Linked DNA regions of Sus scrofa: region 2 is linked to region 1. The links are chromatin contacts, called in public Hi-C maps. All regions are on one chromosome and are shown on one strand. The core of a region is the stretch at or near the end of the contact, and the rest is flanking DNA. Distances in the headings are between cores, read along the strand shown. Region 1 overlaps CELF2 (CUGBP Elav-like family member 2). Region 2 has its middle 130 kb from the start of CELF2.

Region 1 (3,347 bases), core at 619-3,118:
AACGGGAGAAATCCTATTCCCATCTCCCTCCTCATCAGTGAACCAGCACACAGGACCCTGACTGCAGATCTTTCAACATTTTTGCACAAGTTTAGACCAGAACTTAGAGACAGGGGCCTGCTCTGTTCCGGCAGATGTTTATATGCAAACAGTTCGTCTTCTTCTCCTGCAGACAACTCTGTGTGTTTGAGGACACATTTCCATTTTCTAAATCATTCCTAGGCATCATGTCACGGGGCACAATCTCTAGAAGCAGCAGGCTGGGGCCAGGCGACTACAGGTGTGCCAGGGACACTTCCACCCTCCACGGCCACCTTCACAAAAGCGCTTTTCCCCCCATCTCTCCCCATCACATTTTCAAATTCAAATTTTATCAATATAGCTGTCACGGTGAAAACAAAACAAAACAAAAACAATGCGCGGAGGGCCATGTGGAGCAAGACAGGCCCTGGAGGGGAGTTTCGCATCACTTCCAGCCAATAAATTTGAAATCCACGGGAACTGAAAATCCACATGAATTTTAAGTACCTGGGTGAGCATCTGACTTTGTGGCCATGTGTTTGTTCTTGGCTTACCCCAGTTTCATTAGCAACTTGCAAAAATAAACAACAGTGCCTTTTTCTGTGCTTAAAAAAAAAAAAAACAAACCCTTAAGTGATACATGATAAAGATACATTTTCTCATCTCTGCAAAGAGATCCCTGAGAAAATGCTTCCATCACCAATCCTAAATTTAAAATGATTGTATTCTGCTCCCCGTCCTCCCACTTTTTGGAAAGCTTCTGGAATGGTGACGTCATCACATTCCTAAAGCGACTTGAGTAAAATCACACGCCCATCAAAATGAAATCGCCATTATTAAACTCCTATTTCCCATTTTTACAGGCATTTTCAGCCATCGCTCTCTCCACCCCAACCCCAGAACAGCTGCTAACTGGCTTTTTTTTTTTTTTTCAATCTTGGGTTTTTCTGAATTTATTTTCAATAGCGCAAAAAGGCAAAGATGGTGAATTTCTCTTCCTTCTGAAGAGACCCTCTAAGGGAAGATGGGTTCTTTGCATACATACCTTCGAGCTCGGAAAGGAGGCGCCCCTCTAGAGTTTCCAGAAGCTTCCATCCCAAGGGGATGAAATGTTAAAAGTGTGGGCCTGTCGGACCCAGAGCCCAACCAGCTCATGGCTTCCCTCTCGGACTTGGCTTTGCCTTTGCTTCCTTTCTCCATGACACCGCTGCCACCTTCCTGACTGTCCCTCACTCGGCCTTCTCTCTCTCGCTCCCTCTTTCTCTCTCAAACGGAAGCCAGACAATGCCAGAAGCTTTCCTCCACAGCTGCGTGTCTGCGGAGGCAGGTGCCCACATGAGTGGAGAGGTAGCTGGTGGCTCATCTGTCAGGGAACTCAAGTTTGCCTTGACCAAGGGCTGGTGTCCCCACTGGGAACAGCTGCCTCTGGGCGAGTCCTTCCGGGGGTGGGAGAGGGGGAGGGAAGACTCTGTCCCATGAAATGAATCAATAAGGTATGAAAATTGGGAAGGAGAAGACTAAAGAAAGGGTGGAAGGAGGAAAAAAAAAAAAAAAAAGCTGGCCTGGTGATGTGTACACGAAGGCACTCAGAAAAAAAACAAACCAAAAAACACCTCTCAGGGAAGGTCCCCGTGGCCCCTTGAAGATGCCGAGATTTGTCCAGCTGTATCAGGTCCCCTTGTCTGGTGCCAGCCTGGCGGCGGGAACAAAATGCATACCTATCCGAATGGGGTTTTCAGTTCCCTGGGAATGTGCCCTAAGACACCCCCACCCCCTATCCTGTTGTCCCCAACTGGCCAGAGGGTCTCATCTTACTGCCACGTGCTGTAAATTTGAAAAGGAGAAACTACTGCCTGACAAACCCCAACAGCTGAGTGGTAACAGCTGGGTGGCCACAGCCGTTGGCATAACATTAGGTCCAGACAGAAAGCAGCAACAGGTGGGGGTGGAAGAGAAAGGGAGTTTTAAGCCTTGCGGGGGGAGGTGGTGCCTGAGACCCCTCTTGGTGAGAATCAAAATCTGGACTTGAGAACCCCACTGGCTTGAATGTTCCTCCTTTTTCTGAACAAATACATCTTGTAGAAGAGGAACCCTTAATGAGAGCAAACGCTCGGATGCCTGTAAAACAAAACACGTGAATCTGCTTTACCCACAATGATCTCAGGACACCCCCCCCCCCAACAAAGAGCTTTCCCTTCCAAGGATCAGAAGTCATCTGATAATGGTACCTGCAGATGATCAGACTCTTTAAGGCAAATGCTGCTTTTGCCAGAGGAGTGAAAAGGATGATGAAGATTTAAGAACCAGACGTGCTGGATTCTGCCTGTGATTCCATCAGAACAGCCTGACACTGGGACCATGTCATTTAATTTTCGGATTCGTCAGCTAGACCTTTGTCATGTGCCAGGCCATCATTTCCTGGTAGATGGCTACAAAATCAAAATCTACCGTGATCCCACAGATAAGAGGTGCCCTGTGTTAGTTAACCTAATTATTACTACAGCAATTACATAACCAAGCTATTAAGTGACACGTAGGTTGAAAATACATTAAGGTTTTGAGCACAGGAAATTTTTTTTCCCCTATAATATGGTTCAAATCTCTTAACTATTTTTAGCCCATGATAGAGGTTTTTGAAAATCCCAGCTGATTTTTCTTTAACTTGGCTTTTGATGCTAATTCCCATGAAATCCCTTAGGGGGGAAAAATTCTTCCTGAACACTGGTGTAGCTATCTACACAAGCTAAGTGGAAATGCATTATCTTGTCTCATCTCTGCAGCTGAGGGTAAACCTTTGTTACCAATCGCTTAGCCTCTCAATACTCTCTGGTACAGGCTACTGGCTACACTTGCACTCGTTCACAGGAATACCGCCAAGTGAGGGAGAAGCAGCGATGTGAGCGACCTGATAGTCCGAGGAAGAAAGGGAACCACTTAAGGATGTTGTGCAAATTTGCTTTAATAGCAAAGACAAAACCAGGCTGTTCTAACGACCACGTTCCTCTCCCGCTCCCTCACCCATCCTTCAAGCCCCGCCCCTGTATTATACACCACTTGATACTGTCTTAGCCATTCTGTTCCCTCTCTGTTTCATGCAGCTTCTTAACAACTGAGACTATGTCCTGTATAGTGTATGTGTTGCTTGGTTGGTTCTGATTACAGTATGACAAACCTTGACCCCTTATGCAGATAAAAACTCACATTTCGGTTTCATCATGCTTCAAATTTGTCTATTCTCCCTTCCAAATCTGTTCCCATTATACAGATAGAAGCTGAGAAAAGTGAAGCACAGGTGCTTTGATTCAAAGACCTCATGGACTATAAAG
Region 2 (3,347 bases), core at 432-2,931, 130 kb after region 1:
TCAATTCACAGGAAAGCCTTCTCCATGCCTCCCAATGCCCTGGGTGCACAAGTAAATCTCCTCCAGAATGTTTCCAAAAAGCATTTCACGCCTCAAAGGAATGTTCTTTAGGAGCCCATCAAACCCAAGGTGTTTGGGTTTTGGTGTTTTCTTTTGTGTTTACCGTATAACCCACTTGCCAGTTAGAAATTAAGCAACCGAACTGGTTTACCCTGTCAGTCATAAGTCTCATTCATACACATATACAGCCTGACATGTTAAATAGTTCCCCATATACATACTAGATCATCACACGCTGAAACAGACTTGCTACACTTCTGTATTTCTCCAAGAACGTTCCTAAGCAATTTTTTTAATTAAAATTTTTTTCAACGTTGTGTTCCACCAGAAACTTTGATGTCTTAATTTCTAAGAAAAAAAAGACCCCTAGAAAAACCTTTCTAAAGTGAGTGTAATATTCTGGAAGTGGCTTAAAAAAATATATATATATATATATATGAGCAGCCAGACAGTCTAATCTCTCTCATGTGCATGTAGCTTTCAGCCCCATAAGTATTTCTTTTGCTCGCTCTACAGAAGCCTAGCAAAATCAATGGGACAAGAGGGCTCGTCAATTCTATTGAACTTTGCAAACTACCACCCCGTCATAATAATATGCACTGAAATGCCTGCCTCGCATAACGCAGTTCTTATCACAGGAGACTTATCAGCAGCCACATTTTTCTTAGGAGGCTGGAGCCCAGTGAAGTCAATGGTGAGAGAGCCCTATTAATCACAGCTGAACCTAGCGTGCTATCTCTGATACCTTGTAAAAAGGAGGGTGATAAAAAAGATGCATAGTGACACGGACTGTCAGAAATGCTTACAGGATGATATGCTCGTATCAGATGGCTTTGCAAGTTGGATTGGCATTAAACAGTGCACAAGTGGAGTTTAGAGAAAAAAAAAAAATAACAATGCTACAAATCTGGAAAGGAATAGCTCCAGGCTTCTGCCAGTCCCTGGTTATTTTAGACCTGGCGAGAGGGAATTTTAAGGCTTAGGAGTGGCTGTAGAGGCGTCCGCTCTAAACTGCAAATGCCCAGGAAGCTGTGACATCCAGACAACACTCTGCACCCCGCCCCCCACCCCCAAATCCCACCCTGTCTAGAAATGCAATTCCTGTGACAGTTCCTTGCTTTGGCGTGCCACAAACAACTTAGAAACAATGTCATCACGTTACTCATTTCTTTTTTTAATGCACAGAAACGTTCCCCGCGTGTTCAGCTGTCAGACTCTTATTTGAATATCTCTTGGCAACAGTCTCATCTGTCAGGAAGTGTAAGTATCACGAGGGCAGCTCCTACGTTGGCACTTTGCCAGCCTTTGGGATTCTGAAATGTTCAATAAGTGTTCCATCAGAATGATGCTCTGACTTGTTTACGGAAGGCTCGCGCGAGGAATAGCAAGTACGGTGACAGGGCTGCCTAACAATCTGTCTTGAGAGACCAGTCAAGGGGAGAGGGATGGTCAAGTGACTTCTCTGGGTACCACTAACCTGGGCTAAAACGGGTGCCTGGCACTTAGCAGGAAACCCACAGAAAGGAAGGCAGGCAAGAGAGGGACCCTGGATAGGATTCTGGTTCAAAAATATAAAAGACCACCTGTCCAGGGGATTAGCGTATCTGGGAAGACTGAGTTCTTTCTGGAATCATGAGATGTGGTCAGTGGAATGCTAACCCTCTAGAGAGCTCCATGTCCTGAGCCCTGGAACCGTGAACATGTCACTTTATCTGGCAAAAAGGGCCTTGCAAATGTGATTAGGTTAAGGGTATTTAGGTGGGAGAACATCCTAGATGGTCCAGGGGGGCCCAGTGTCATCACAAAGGTCCTTATAGGATTAAAAGGCAGGAGATTGAGAGTCAGAGAAAGCAGTATTAGTGACTGGCAGTGGTTAAGTACAGAGCTGGAGTGGAAAATATCGCTCATCACCTTGTCACCCTTCTGAGAGGCCAGAATTCCTCCCGCCCATGGCAGGCATGCATGGGTCCCACTCCAAGCCAGCTGCTGGGAAACACACAGCTCCAGCACTCAGGAAAATGCAACTTACAGTTATTCTTCATGGAGTCACTGTTGCAAAGTGGAAGCTGGAAAAGGACCTTTGAGATGATTGTCTATTCATTCAACAGATGATTGTCTGTTTTTTCCCAGGCTTGTTTATTTGAAAAATATAATGGAAAGGAGTTCCCTGGTGGCACAGTAGGTTAAGGATCCAGTGTTATCACTGCAATGGCTGGGGTTGCTGCTGTGGCGCTGGTTCAATCCCTGGCTCGGAAACTTTCACATGCCACAGATGCTGCCAAAAAATATATAATGGAAAAAAAAAAAAAAAGGAGAGAAAGACTTGGGGTTCCTTGCTGATTCCTAAACCACAATCCCAAATGACTCCTGACAAGAAAAAAAGGAAGAAGAGGAGGAAGAGGTGAGGAAGAGGGGGAGGGGAGGGGGAAGGAGATCACGAAAGAGCCCAGTCCAAGCCGTCTCTTTAACACCAGCAGTGGGAGGGGAACACATTAGGTTAAAGCATATGAAATGCTCATTTTCGTATGTAAAAAGTGGTCACATTTAAACAATTTGATATGGCTTAGCCCAGCCATCCTCCACTCCTCCCACCCCCACCCATGCATCTCCCTTAATTGCCTCTGGGCTTATTGTCACCTGGACACAGCAGTGAGGGCACCTGACCACAGAGGCCCCATAGTCACGTGTCACTAGCCTCCTGGGGACTCCTGGGAATGATGCGAGCTGAGGGGTATGCAGTTCGCCTCAGCACAGCATCTAAAAAGCTATTCTCGGCACCGCCTCCATGGTGACTAATGGTAACACAGAGGAAAGAACAAAGTCCGCCCGTTTGTACACAGCACACACATTTAAAATAGAAATCCCCTCAGAGATGCCAAGGAATCTCATCATTCCTGCTTGAGGAAAACAATTTTCTTTTCCTTATGATGTAGGATAGGAAATTTGGGATCGCAAAAAATGCTGTACTTCTCAAACGTTATTCCTTAGATGCCCAATTTTTAGGGGGGCGATTTTCAAGCCAGAAATAAAGAAAATGAAGTTCAGTTAACATATAGCCTCATTTATTGCCTGGTAATTTTTTTCCTTTTTTTTTTTTTTTAATGTACACTTGCTTCTTCTAGTTAGTATTTGAGTTTGCGGAGCCTTCCTAAGGCATTCCTCCTGAAAAGTGACAGAGGAACAGACTAAATCTAGAAGGGTGAATGTAACTGTTACGAGGTCAGCAAAACGACAGGATTGCTGGGTATCTTATGATGGCTTATTCAAATATAGAGATGAAAGTAAAC

The links. Hi-C and Micro-C count contacts between places; a contact is called where the count stands out from the background.
Region 2: a contact with region 1 is called in a Hi-C map of fetal skeletal muscle, with 3 times the contacts expected there. The contact joins two enhancer-like sites. A contact is called at or near these places in 2 of 47 Hi-C or Micro-C datasets (fetal skeletal muscle and heart right ventricle) and 1 of 2 datasets of contacts at active chromatin or transcription factors (skeletal muscle).

What each region holds. Positions count from the first base shown.
Region 1 is chr10:60,858,258-60,861,604 of Sscrofa11.1, forward strand. All of the region lies in intron 1 of CELF2 (CUGBP Elav-like family member 2), which reads right to left. Among named protein-coding and RNA genes, the nearest start is that of CELF2, 7.7 kb to the right of the region's middle. Within about 2 kb of position 1,869, at least 6 of the 83 cell types and tissues checked have an H3K27ac peak or open chromatin away from gene starts, as enhancers often do. A contact at or near this core is called in fetal skeletal muscle and skeletal muscle, where this site is marked.
Region 2 is chr10:60,991,615-60,994,961 of Sscrofa11.1, forward strand. It overlaps the pseudogene LOC100514677. Among named protein-coding and RNA genes, the nearest start is that of CELF2, 130 kb to the left of the region's middle. Within about 2 kb of position 1,682, at least 16 of the 83 cell types and tissues checked have an H3K27ac peak or open chromatin away from gene starts, as enhancers often do. A contact at or near this core is called in fetal skeletal muscle and skeletal muscle, where this site is marked.